Linked DNA regions of Rattus norvegicus: region 1 is linked to region 2. The links are chromatin contacts, called in public Hi-C maps. All regions are on one chromosome and are shown on one strand. Each heading gives the region's core, a stretch centred on a gene start, on an enhancer-like site or on the middle of the called end of the contact. The rest is flanking DNA. Distances are from core to core; before and after follow the strand shown. Region 1 holds the start of Arhgap35 (Rho GTPase activating protein 35). Region 2 overlaps Arhgap35 (Rho GTPase activating protein 35).

The links. Hi-C and Micro-C count contacts between places; a contact is called where the count stands out from the background.
Region 1: a contact with region 2 is called in a Hi-C map of liver, with 9 times the contacts expected there. The contact joins the promoter of Arhgap35 here to the enhancer-like site in region 2. A contact is called at or near these places in 9 of 12 Hi-C or Micro-C datasets (the A7r5 cell line, the Rat2 cell line, Schwann cells and 6 more) and 1 of 1 datasets of contacts at active chromatin or transcription factors (oligodendrocytes).

Annotation. Positions count from the first base shown.
Region 1 is chr1:86,444,418-86,449,195 of GRCr8, reverse strand. It overlaps Arhgap35 (Rho GTPase activating protein 35), which reads left to right and starts at 1,782. Exons shown (of 7, transcript NM_001271132.1): 1 at 1,782-2,283.
Region 2 is chr1:86,342,517-86,347,519 of GRCr8, reverse strand. It overlaps Arhgap35 (Rho GTPase activating protein 35), which reads left to right. Exons shown (of 7, transcript NM_001271132.1): 4 at 1,642-1,719; 5 at 2,880-3,011. Among named protein-coding and RNA genes, the nearest start is that of Npas1, 30 kb to the right of the region's middle. Within about 2 kb of position 2,224, at least 9 of the 93 cell types and tissues checked have an H3K27ac peak or open chromatin away from gene starts, as enhancers often do.

The DNA of each region.
Region 1 (4,778 bases), core at 533-3,032, 100 kb before region 2:
CACACATTGAATTCCAGTCTGAGCTACACAGTAAATTCCAGGGCAGCCAAGGATAGCTAGCGAGAAAAAATGTCAATGGAAATTATCTTTAGCCAGACGTGGTGGCACATGCCTTTAATTCCAGCACTCGGGAGGCAGAGGTGGATTTAGGTCAGTTCAAGGCCAGCCTGGTCTACAAAGCAAGTTGCAGGGCAGCAGCCAAGGCTACACAGAGAAACCCTGTCTCAAAAACCAAAAAGAAAACTAATTTACTCGAGACACTCTGTGCTTAGGATGGAATGCAGTGCCTTGTGTATATATGCACGCCTTCTACAAATGACTTCTGTCCTCAGCCCCAGGCTGGCGAAGAACCCACTTTTAACTGTCAATCTCTTCAGCCTACACCACCGGAACCTGCCCTCCTAACAAACTTTAATGAGAGGCTTCATTTGTTGGGATGTTTTAAGATTTGAGCACATGTAATTTTATTTAGCAAGGCTTACTAAGTACTCAATACGTGGAAGTTATTCCCCTATACCCCACCCTCATTTAGAGACACAGTAGTCCTCCTTTAATTCCCTTGTTGCTTTCTGATGTATCAGTTACCCGTGGCCAGGAGGGAGATATAAATAAGAGATCACATTCACATTTCTCTCATTACAGCGTAATATATTCAAAGTTTTTCTATTATTGTGGTTAGTTCTTTACTAAGAGTAATTCATCAGCTTATAGATATCCATGTATAGGGGAAATCGCCCACATCTTACAGGGTTCTAGTAGTTCGAGGGTCCCATTGTGAATTGTACCCATAGGGACTATTATACCTCATTCGAGTCTCCATGCAACACTTTTTGAGTTCAGTATTGTTATCCCACTTTACAGATGAAAAGCCTGGAAAGAAGGGCAATGCTGAATCGGAAACCACGTGCTTACTTCATGCATTCCGCACACTGTAAGGCGCCGGGGAAGCCTGTCTTTAACAATCCATCCTTCCGGAGGGCTCCCAAAGGAATACAGGGTTAGAGGGGAGCCCTCTTACATCACCATTTCCCCTGCAAGCACCCAAAGTGACATGTGGTTTGCTGTCATTTGCCCGATGCTGACCTGGAGGGTAGGGCTGCAATGCAAGGCCTGTCCTCCTTCTGCCTGGGACCAAGCACTGGGTGAAATCACCGGTAACTTGTATCAACGCGCCTGGCCCACAGGTTTTTCTTCAGCGCCGGGGAAAGAGCACGTGCCCCCTGTCCCCGCCCACTCTTCCGGGCTGGCCAACGTAGAGCTTGGATTGGGCTGCGGGGGACCACGCCCCCTTGCCTTGCCCAATCGACTCCGTCGCTGGGTACGCTGCCTTCTTCACAGCCCCGCCTCGCCACCCCACGTTACGTCTATCTCTCCCACCCCCACCTCCGTTATCCCGAGGCTGCGGCTCGACTAGGCGAACCCAACTCCCTCTGCCTCCCATTGGCTAGTGAGGTCCCGCGCGAGCGGGATGGAGCCCTAAGTACCCGCCCTGAAGATCCAGGCCATGCCTCTCAGAGCTGGCTTTCTCCTGGAGCCGGCGCGGTGTGGGGAGGGGCAGTGGGGATCTGCTCCTGGTGCGCGCAACGTTGTGCGCGCCCCCTACAGGCCCCTCCCTCCCTTTGGTGGCTTTGCAGACTGCAGCCGCCTCTGCGCAGGCGCACTAAACCCACCCCGCGCCCTCCTGTGCCAGTTCGCGGGTGTCCTCGCGCTGTGTGAATCTGGCGTCGCAGACGCTGGGGTAGCGGCATTTTCCTCAGGCGCGCACGCGCACTCGCACCCCCGGTGTCCGTGCGTGCCTGTCCTCCTGGGCTACTGTCCTCGAGGTGCGCTTGGCCCTGTGGGCCGTTATCCACCTTCCATCCCCCGCCCCAGCGCCTTTCGCCCCTCAGAAACGCACGCGCACTTGCGAGAGGGTCTCCAGCACGCGCACGGCCGCGGCGGCCGCAGGAAGGAGGCGACAACGCCGCCGCCGCCGCCATTGCGCGGGAGGGAGGGAGCGAGCGAGCGAGCGAGGCTGGTCCGCCCTCCCCCTGGTTCCCGCCCCTCCCCCCTTCCCCTCCCCGCCCCCCCGCCCCGAGGGAGAGCCGCGGCGCGGCGGGAGGAGGTGGAGGAGGCGGAGGAGGGAGCCCGCGAGGGAGGGTCCGCCCGGCCCCCCGCCGGAGCCGCCACCGCCGCCTCAGCCGCCTCAGGAACGAGTCGCTAGGGGAACATGGCGCCGGGCCCGCCGTCGCAGCGGCCGGGATCGCGGAGGCCGGGGCCGCGCTGAGGGCGCCCCCAAGGCTGGTAAGTGTCTCGTCGCTGGCAGAGGGGAATGTGGGGACGGGCGAGGCGCCGGGCGCCGCCCCGATGCGGGATCCAAGGGTGGGGGAAAAGGCGGGGACCGCAGGGCCCGGAGCCCGCGAACAATGGAGGAGCCGGAGGGGGAGGGGAGGGAGCGCCCCCCCAGCGCCCCGCGGTCCCCGCGTCCCGGCCGCTGCATGCCCGGGCCCGGCCCGCGCGGCCCGCCTTGCCCTTCCTATTCGCCACTGTCCCCGCAGCCCTGCAATCCCGGCGTCTGCCTCCTCACACGCCCCACCACGACCCGATGGGGGATCTCGGTGTCTCAGCCTCCACTTGAGATATCCGACTCCCAATTCTGAGCCGTCTCCTTTCCCACTTCCTACCCCCCCCCCCCGACCCCTAGTCATACCCTTCACTACCTTTTGGAGTCCGCTGTGCTCCTGGGACATCCTCCTCATTGACCCCTCTGTATCCCTTCTGACGCTCACTTTGGACATTCGTGGCCCTTCTACCTTACCTGTTTTCTGCTAGCATCACTTTTGGGGGGAAGTCCCCATCCTCCTCCTTTGGCCTATCTACTGTTATTATCCCTGCCTTAGAACATCTTGCATCCCCAGGAGCTGTCCCTTTAGGACCTGCGGTTCCACCTCCGTGGAGATCCATACTAGATGTCTGTTGATGTAGTCACTGCTCTGCTGCCCTCCTGGTCTCTGCTTTGGACATAATTCCTCCTCCCATTTGAGCCCAACTGCCCCAAATTTTTGCCCTGGCCGCAACACTGAACCTTCTGCACCTCCTTGGGAATGCCCCTAGGCTGCCTCTCCTACCGTTCTCAGATTTAGATGCTCCTTGCTCTCTTCCTTCTCTTCTCAGTGCTTGCTCCCGTTTTGCCATTCAGACCCTGTCCTCTTTTCCAGACCCTTCTGCCTGCCAACTCTGCCCCTGTGCAGGCGCTCTGATCTTGCATGCACTCCCCTGTGGTGCTTGGCTTTTTGCCTCCTCTTTTACCCCCTTTTCTGTCCCTTAGGGTGTCTAATTTTTGCCATTCCCTTTAGCAGATCTCTGCCCTAACGCCAACTCCACTCCGTTGTACTCTCTTTGCTCCTCTATTCTCGTTGAGTTTCTTCTTTCCCACTTTTATGTCAATGCCCCTCGGCTTCAGTCATTTGCTCCCTCTCCCCCCAAGCCCATCTCCAGGAAGTTCCTCTACACCAAGGAGTTGCTGCCTATGTCTTCCTTTCTCCTGGTGTGCCTCTGCACTTTAGATGTCTCTGACCCTGATGCCTATTTTGCCCTTTTCCTACAGGCTTTCCCCTTGTTTACTCTATTTGGTGCCCTTTCCTTATAGCCCCCTTTTGGAGCTGTCCATTTGTCTGCATATTTTTGAACTGTTTTAAACTTTACTGATGCTGTCTCTGTCAGAGTGACGGTCGTCAGCACTGATCTCCTTTCGTCCCACCTTTGGTCCCTCTTAATTCTAAGCCCTCCAACCCCCATTCAGCCTTTCACTGGACTTTTCTTCGTTCGATGACCTTGTCTTGCTCTGCCTCTCAGCCTCCTTTCAAGTCCTTTTCCTTAGTTCTAACCTGAAGGTATCATTCTTTTCTTATTATTCTTGTCTCCCCTTTCTTGGAGCCTACACGTTCTTGTATAGATGATCATTTTCTTTTGATATCCCAGTTCCTTTCTTCTTTTGCTTAACTCATATCCCACCTGCTTCTCAGGGTTCCCCATCCACTGCCAACCAGTTCTCCATTGAGGACATGCCCCTGTCTTAGGTCTGTCTTTTACCTGTTATGCATCTCTCAGCATTTGCCAGGGTAGGTTTAGCCGAGGTACTCTAGGCACAGATCCAGACTGCAGATTCTCTATGGAGTCCTGAGTGTTTTGAATTTTATCCTCAAAAATCCTCCTGAGATCTGAGAGAGAGAGAGAGAAGAGAGAGGGAGGGAGGGAGGGAGGGAGGGAGGGAGGGAGGGAGGGAGGGAGGGGTAGGGATTGATTGGTTGCAGCTCTCTGCAGTCTGGGAGTGTCTCCCCATTTCTCTGATTCGTATCAAGGTTAGTGGTGGTGGGTAGGATTTATCTATTGCTCCATTTGTGTTCTCTTTGCTCCCTCTCTGGGCCTCACAGCTTTGTGCCCTTGGGGAAGGGGATTGCAGCTGCTCCTGACTATTCTTCTCCCTTCCCTCCTTGCCTCTGAGCAGTTGTAGACCGGTGTATGCTCTACACTCTCCCACCTCCACACCGCACACCAGCACACTCCCACCCAACCCCCCAGAAGCATTTGGGAGTATGTTTTTCTCATAAACTGAAAAGTTATGTTCTTGTTTTACTCCAGGCCAGGGAAATGCCAGTTCTCAAGTTTTGCAGGTCCCAGGGGGTGCTGTGGCCACACTTGGTGTTTACAGACTAGTCTTCAGAAGCAGTAGTCTTGCCTTCTCCTCTGACCTTTGGTTAATGCTGTGACCTTGGGGTCAGATTAGACCCAGTAGGTTT
Region 2 (5,003 bases), core at 975-3,474:
AACAGTATTTAATATTCAAAGACCTTTTAAGTACAAAGTGAGAAGCACCGCCAAGGGAAATCAGCAGCATTAGTGAGAAATAGACCTAAGCTGGGGTCTGGGGTGTTTCGTGGTGGAGCACTTGCTGGGCAGATTCCTTCCTAGCACTGCTGGAACACAAAAAGCTACTTAGAGCTTTCTACCGGTGAAAGATTGGGAGAACCTAGACGAGGATAAAACTGTTTCTGGAATCATTGTGTATGCTGGGATCTTTAGAAACATGGTGTGTGATGTTCTTGATTTGTGCTTTGGTTTTTATATTGCTAAAGATCAAACCAAGGCAGGTGGCCTACCACTGAAACTGCACTGAGAGTTCAGTCCTAAGAGCTGTGTTATAAAAACATGAGCACACTGAATTATAGAGGAAAGTGTCATGGGATGCTCCGTATGTGAAAGAAGAGACTGTGTCAATTCTTCATCTATTTGGGGTCAAAAAAAAGCTTATTGAATGTCCAGCAAGGGAACAGCTGAGGTGGGACACACTGGGCCTTTCTTTCTGCTATCTGTGCCTCTGGTACTGGAATGGAGATCCTGCTCGTAGCCGGCAAGTGCTCTAGCACTGAACCACATTTCTAGCCCTTTATCTTCCTTTTACTTTTTGTGAGTGCTTGGTTTTTATTTTGTTGCTGGTAGAGGTGTCACTTCTTCCCTGGGTTCCAGAGATTAAGCTGAGGCTATCAGCCTTGCCAGTGCCTTTGTCTGCTGAGCTGTCTCACCAAGCTCTTTTTTGGCCTTCTGAGACATGGTTGCTCTCTGTCACTCTTGTAAAACGTGGCACTCATATGTTGCCAGGACTGGGCTTGTTTTGACACCTGCTTCCTACCTTCTAGAATTACAGGTGTGTACCACTGGCTTTTTGTTTTTATTTTTAATAGGAAAACACTCAGGTGGGAGAAAGAGGTCAGAGGGCCTGAGATCAGGTAGCTCACAACTCCCTGTAACTCAGCTTCAAAGCATCTATTGCCTTCTTCTGTATACTGCAGCCACTGCACTCCTGTGGTGTACACACATAGACAAAGGTAAAGACTGGGGAGATGACTCAGCAGTTAAGAGCTTTTCCAGAGGACCCAGGTCAGTTTTCCAGCACTGTTGTCAGGCCTTCATTGGCACCAGGCATATAAGTGTGGTGGACAGACATACACTCAGGTAAAACTCTCATCGCGTGATGTTTTTTACTATAATACTTAAGACTGTACATTAACATGTGAGTAATATTGACAGGGTATAGTAAGGCATGCCTCCAATTCTAGCACTCCAGAAACGGGAGCACACAATCTCCGACTTTGAGGCCTGCCTGGTCCACATATCACATCTAGCAAGTGCTAAACCAAATGCAGTAGAGACTGGAAGATCAGGTGTTCAAGGCCAGACTGAACTACATAAGATCTTATCTTTAGAGTAAAGGAAGGTTGGGCCCAGTCCTGTGATATTTTTAAGTAAAAAGAGAAAGAGCTGAAGCATCAAACAAGAAAGTACTGTTAGTCCTGCTCTTCCCCTCATGGTGAGACCTTGTAGACTCTGCAGACAGTCCCTGTCCCCATGCACAAACCCTATCTGCTCTCCAGCTCTGGTTCATAGGACCTGTTTATTCTTTTTCCACAGGACTAAGCACAGAAGGCATCTACCGGGTCAGCGGAAACAAGTCAGAAATGGAAAGTTTGCAAAGACAGTTTGATCAAGGTAAGTATGGCACAGTCTGGCCATGTCACTGGTCCCGAGCAGATACTGTGGCTGGATCATCAGCAGGGCGTGAGTGCCTTCACCCTGTAAACCTGAGCTGAGCCCAGAGGTATTGGCTCCCATTGCTGTCCACAGCTACCACTATAAGTTTCCCTGACCCTGCCTCACTTCTCTGGAAGGGCCTTGCCTCCCTGGCCTGGGACCAGGGTGGTAGCATTTGAATTAATGAGCAGGTCAGAAATATCTACATCTCAAGTAAACCTGTAGAAGAGAAAGTGGGGGAACATTTCATGGTACCTGAGGCACTGAGCTGCAGCTCCCACTTCCAAGCTGAACTCGTGGGCGGCCCTGCTCCTATGAGCATTAGTCTATGAGAGGCTCCAAGGCTCTTAATGTGAAAAATGCCCACAATGAAATCTAAGCCAGGCCATCAGTGCCAGGGCAGAACAGTGAAGTACTCTTAGCTATCAGCAACCAGAGAGTAGGGAAGCAGAGGGAACAGGGGCCAACTTCTGGAGCAACCAGCTCATCTGCTGTCATGGGCCAACTGACAGTGACATCTTGTAATCATGTACCACTGTTCCAACATCAAGAATATGTCCTGGTAAAACACATTTCGTTGTGCACATGTCAGATAATACACTTATGCTAAGCCACGATGGAGTTTTATCTTAGAGGTGTATAACTGTAAGAATCCAAACAGCTGTAATCCAGAGAGGAAAACTTCATGCCCATCTGTAGACAAGTCTACAGAATCAATCATGCAGTGAGACCTAGAGAGAGGCAGAAAAAGAGAGGAAGGAAGAAGGCTCAATGGAGCGGTGGGCTGGGGAGAAAGAGGGATTCTTCTTCTCTCCATCAGAATCTAGATGAGGGTATGACTGTATGGCTGGCAGGAAGGGAAATAAGGAAAAAGCTGAAGCTCGTCAGAACCAAGTTGGATGGCAGGTGGCCTAGGAGACCATGGTCCCCAGTCACTCTTCTCCTCCCCACAGGCCAGAAGTGACCTGTCAGGCCATGTCTGTGAACCAGCTCCTCAGCACTCCTATGCTAATCCCAAGCCCCCGCCCTGGGCTACATCTATAAGCCTTTTCTGGGAGCTTTCTGTGGTTTCTGCTAACTTAGATGGGTCTGGCCTCACTTTGTTGGCTTTCTTTCAGATCACAATCTGGACCTGGCAGAGAAAGACTTCACTGTGAACACTGTGGCAGGGGCCATGAAGAGTTTTTTCTCGGAGCTACCAGACCCCCTGGTACCATACAGCATGCAGATTGACTTGGTGGAAGCTCACAGTAAGTACTGACAGCCTGAGAGAGGCTCCAGGTAGCCCTGCCCTTTTTACAGAGGCACTTCTCTGAGTGTTCCACCAGGGCAACTTGTAGGTCTCTAAGTCTAGCCTCTAACTTGGGGGTGAGGGGTGATCCCTGTCTCTCTTCTATGACTGGCCTCCCCATATCTCCGCTGAGCTTACTCCTTGAGGTGAAGCTGGAACTTCTTTTTTTTTTTTTTTTTTTTTCCGGTTCTTTTTTTTCGGAGCTGGGGACTGAACCCAGGGCCTTGCTCTTCCTAGGCAAGCGCTCTACCGCTGAGCTAAATCCCCAACCCGAAGCTGGAACTTCTAGTTCTGAAGCACATTGTCCTGGATCTTTTCTTCACCTCTCAGCTGCCTCGTTTAAGGCAGCAAGACTGTGACCTGAGGCCAAACAAACCATTAGAAAGTTACCTCTGGAACTGGAGAAATGGCTCAGTGGTTATAAGACTGCTTTTGCAGAGGACATAGCTGTCCAAAACTCCTGTTCCAAAGGTTCTAATATCCTCTTCTGACTTCTGAAGGTACCAGCCACATGTGTGATGTACAGACGTGAATGCAGGCAGAGTACACAAACTAAAATTAATATATCTAAAAACTTTTTTTGTTTGTTTCTTAAAGAATAAAATTACCTGTGTGCATGTGTGGGGAAGGAGGATGCCCGGTGGCTTTGGCCAGAAGATCACAGGCTCAAGGCTCTGTAGCACATAAGTACTCTGGGATCTTTTGTTGTTTATTTGAGGTAGTGTCTCAGATATCCCAGGGTGCCCTCAGACACCTTATCTTGCTCTCCTCTAACTTCGCATGGTTGGCATTATGGCATGTGCCACCATGTCTGACTTAGAGCCTCTAGTTTTAATGACAGCAATTGAGGACAGCAATTCTTAACCTGTGGAATGTGACCCCTTTGAAAGGGGTCACATATTAAATATTCTATATATCAGATATTTACAATACAACTCATAACAGTGACAAAATTACAGTAATGAAGTAGCAATGAAAATAATTTTGTGGTTGAGAGTCACTACAATATGAGGAACTGTATTAGGAAGGTTGAGACCCACTGCTTTAGGGTGACCATTGTGTGGGATTTTTTCCCATTGTCTGGCCTTTAGGAGAATGTCATATGCCTTGACATCTCTTAATCTCTTAAGGCTGCCCACCATAAGGCACTTACTCTATTTTTTTGCCAAAGAAAGCCCTGGCTCTTGCAGGGGAAAAAAGGGAAGACCCAGAAACAGCAATTCCTCTACGACTACTGAAGGAGTTTGCACACAGCCTGATCTATCTAGTGAGTTCCAGGACAGACAGACAGAACTACATAGTATAATCCCATCTCAAAAAGAAAAAAAAAAAAAAGAATTCCCTTTCCAGGCATCGAGAAAGAGGTCAGGCAAGAAAAGATGTATGGTCCTGGCTAACTCATCACTGCCTGGCTCAAGCTTACTCTCAAGACTGTGCTGATGTTATAGGTCAAGTGGCTTCCAGTCCTGAGTCCCCTCTCCTCTAATGAAGCCAGCCCAGCTGTGGAGGGGAGGGTGTAGGACTCAGGTTATCTATACATGCTCTGTTTTCACATTTGCTAGCCTCTCCTTTTTACCCACCTGTCAAGGCTGGGAGGGAGCACTTATGTGGGGGAGGATCATCTTAGACTCATGCTGTCTCTCTAAGGGAAGTTAGAAAGAGGTTCAGGAGGCCTTGCACTGGTTAGTACCCAGCTGCTGGACAACCAGTTCTCGAATTTGCTTTGCCTTGACCTGGCGCCATCTAGAGGCATGTTGAATGCTGGCACCCAACAGAATGCCATTGTTTCTTTTTTTTTTTTTTTTTTTTTTTTTTTTCCGGAGCTAGGGACCGAACCCAGGGCCTTGCGCTTCCTAGGCAAGCGCTCTACCACTGAGCTAAATCCCCAACCCCTAATGCCATTGTTTCTTAAAACAACTGACATGGCACCTTTTTGTTTGGGGAGGGGCAA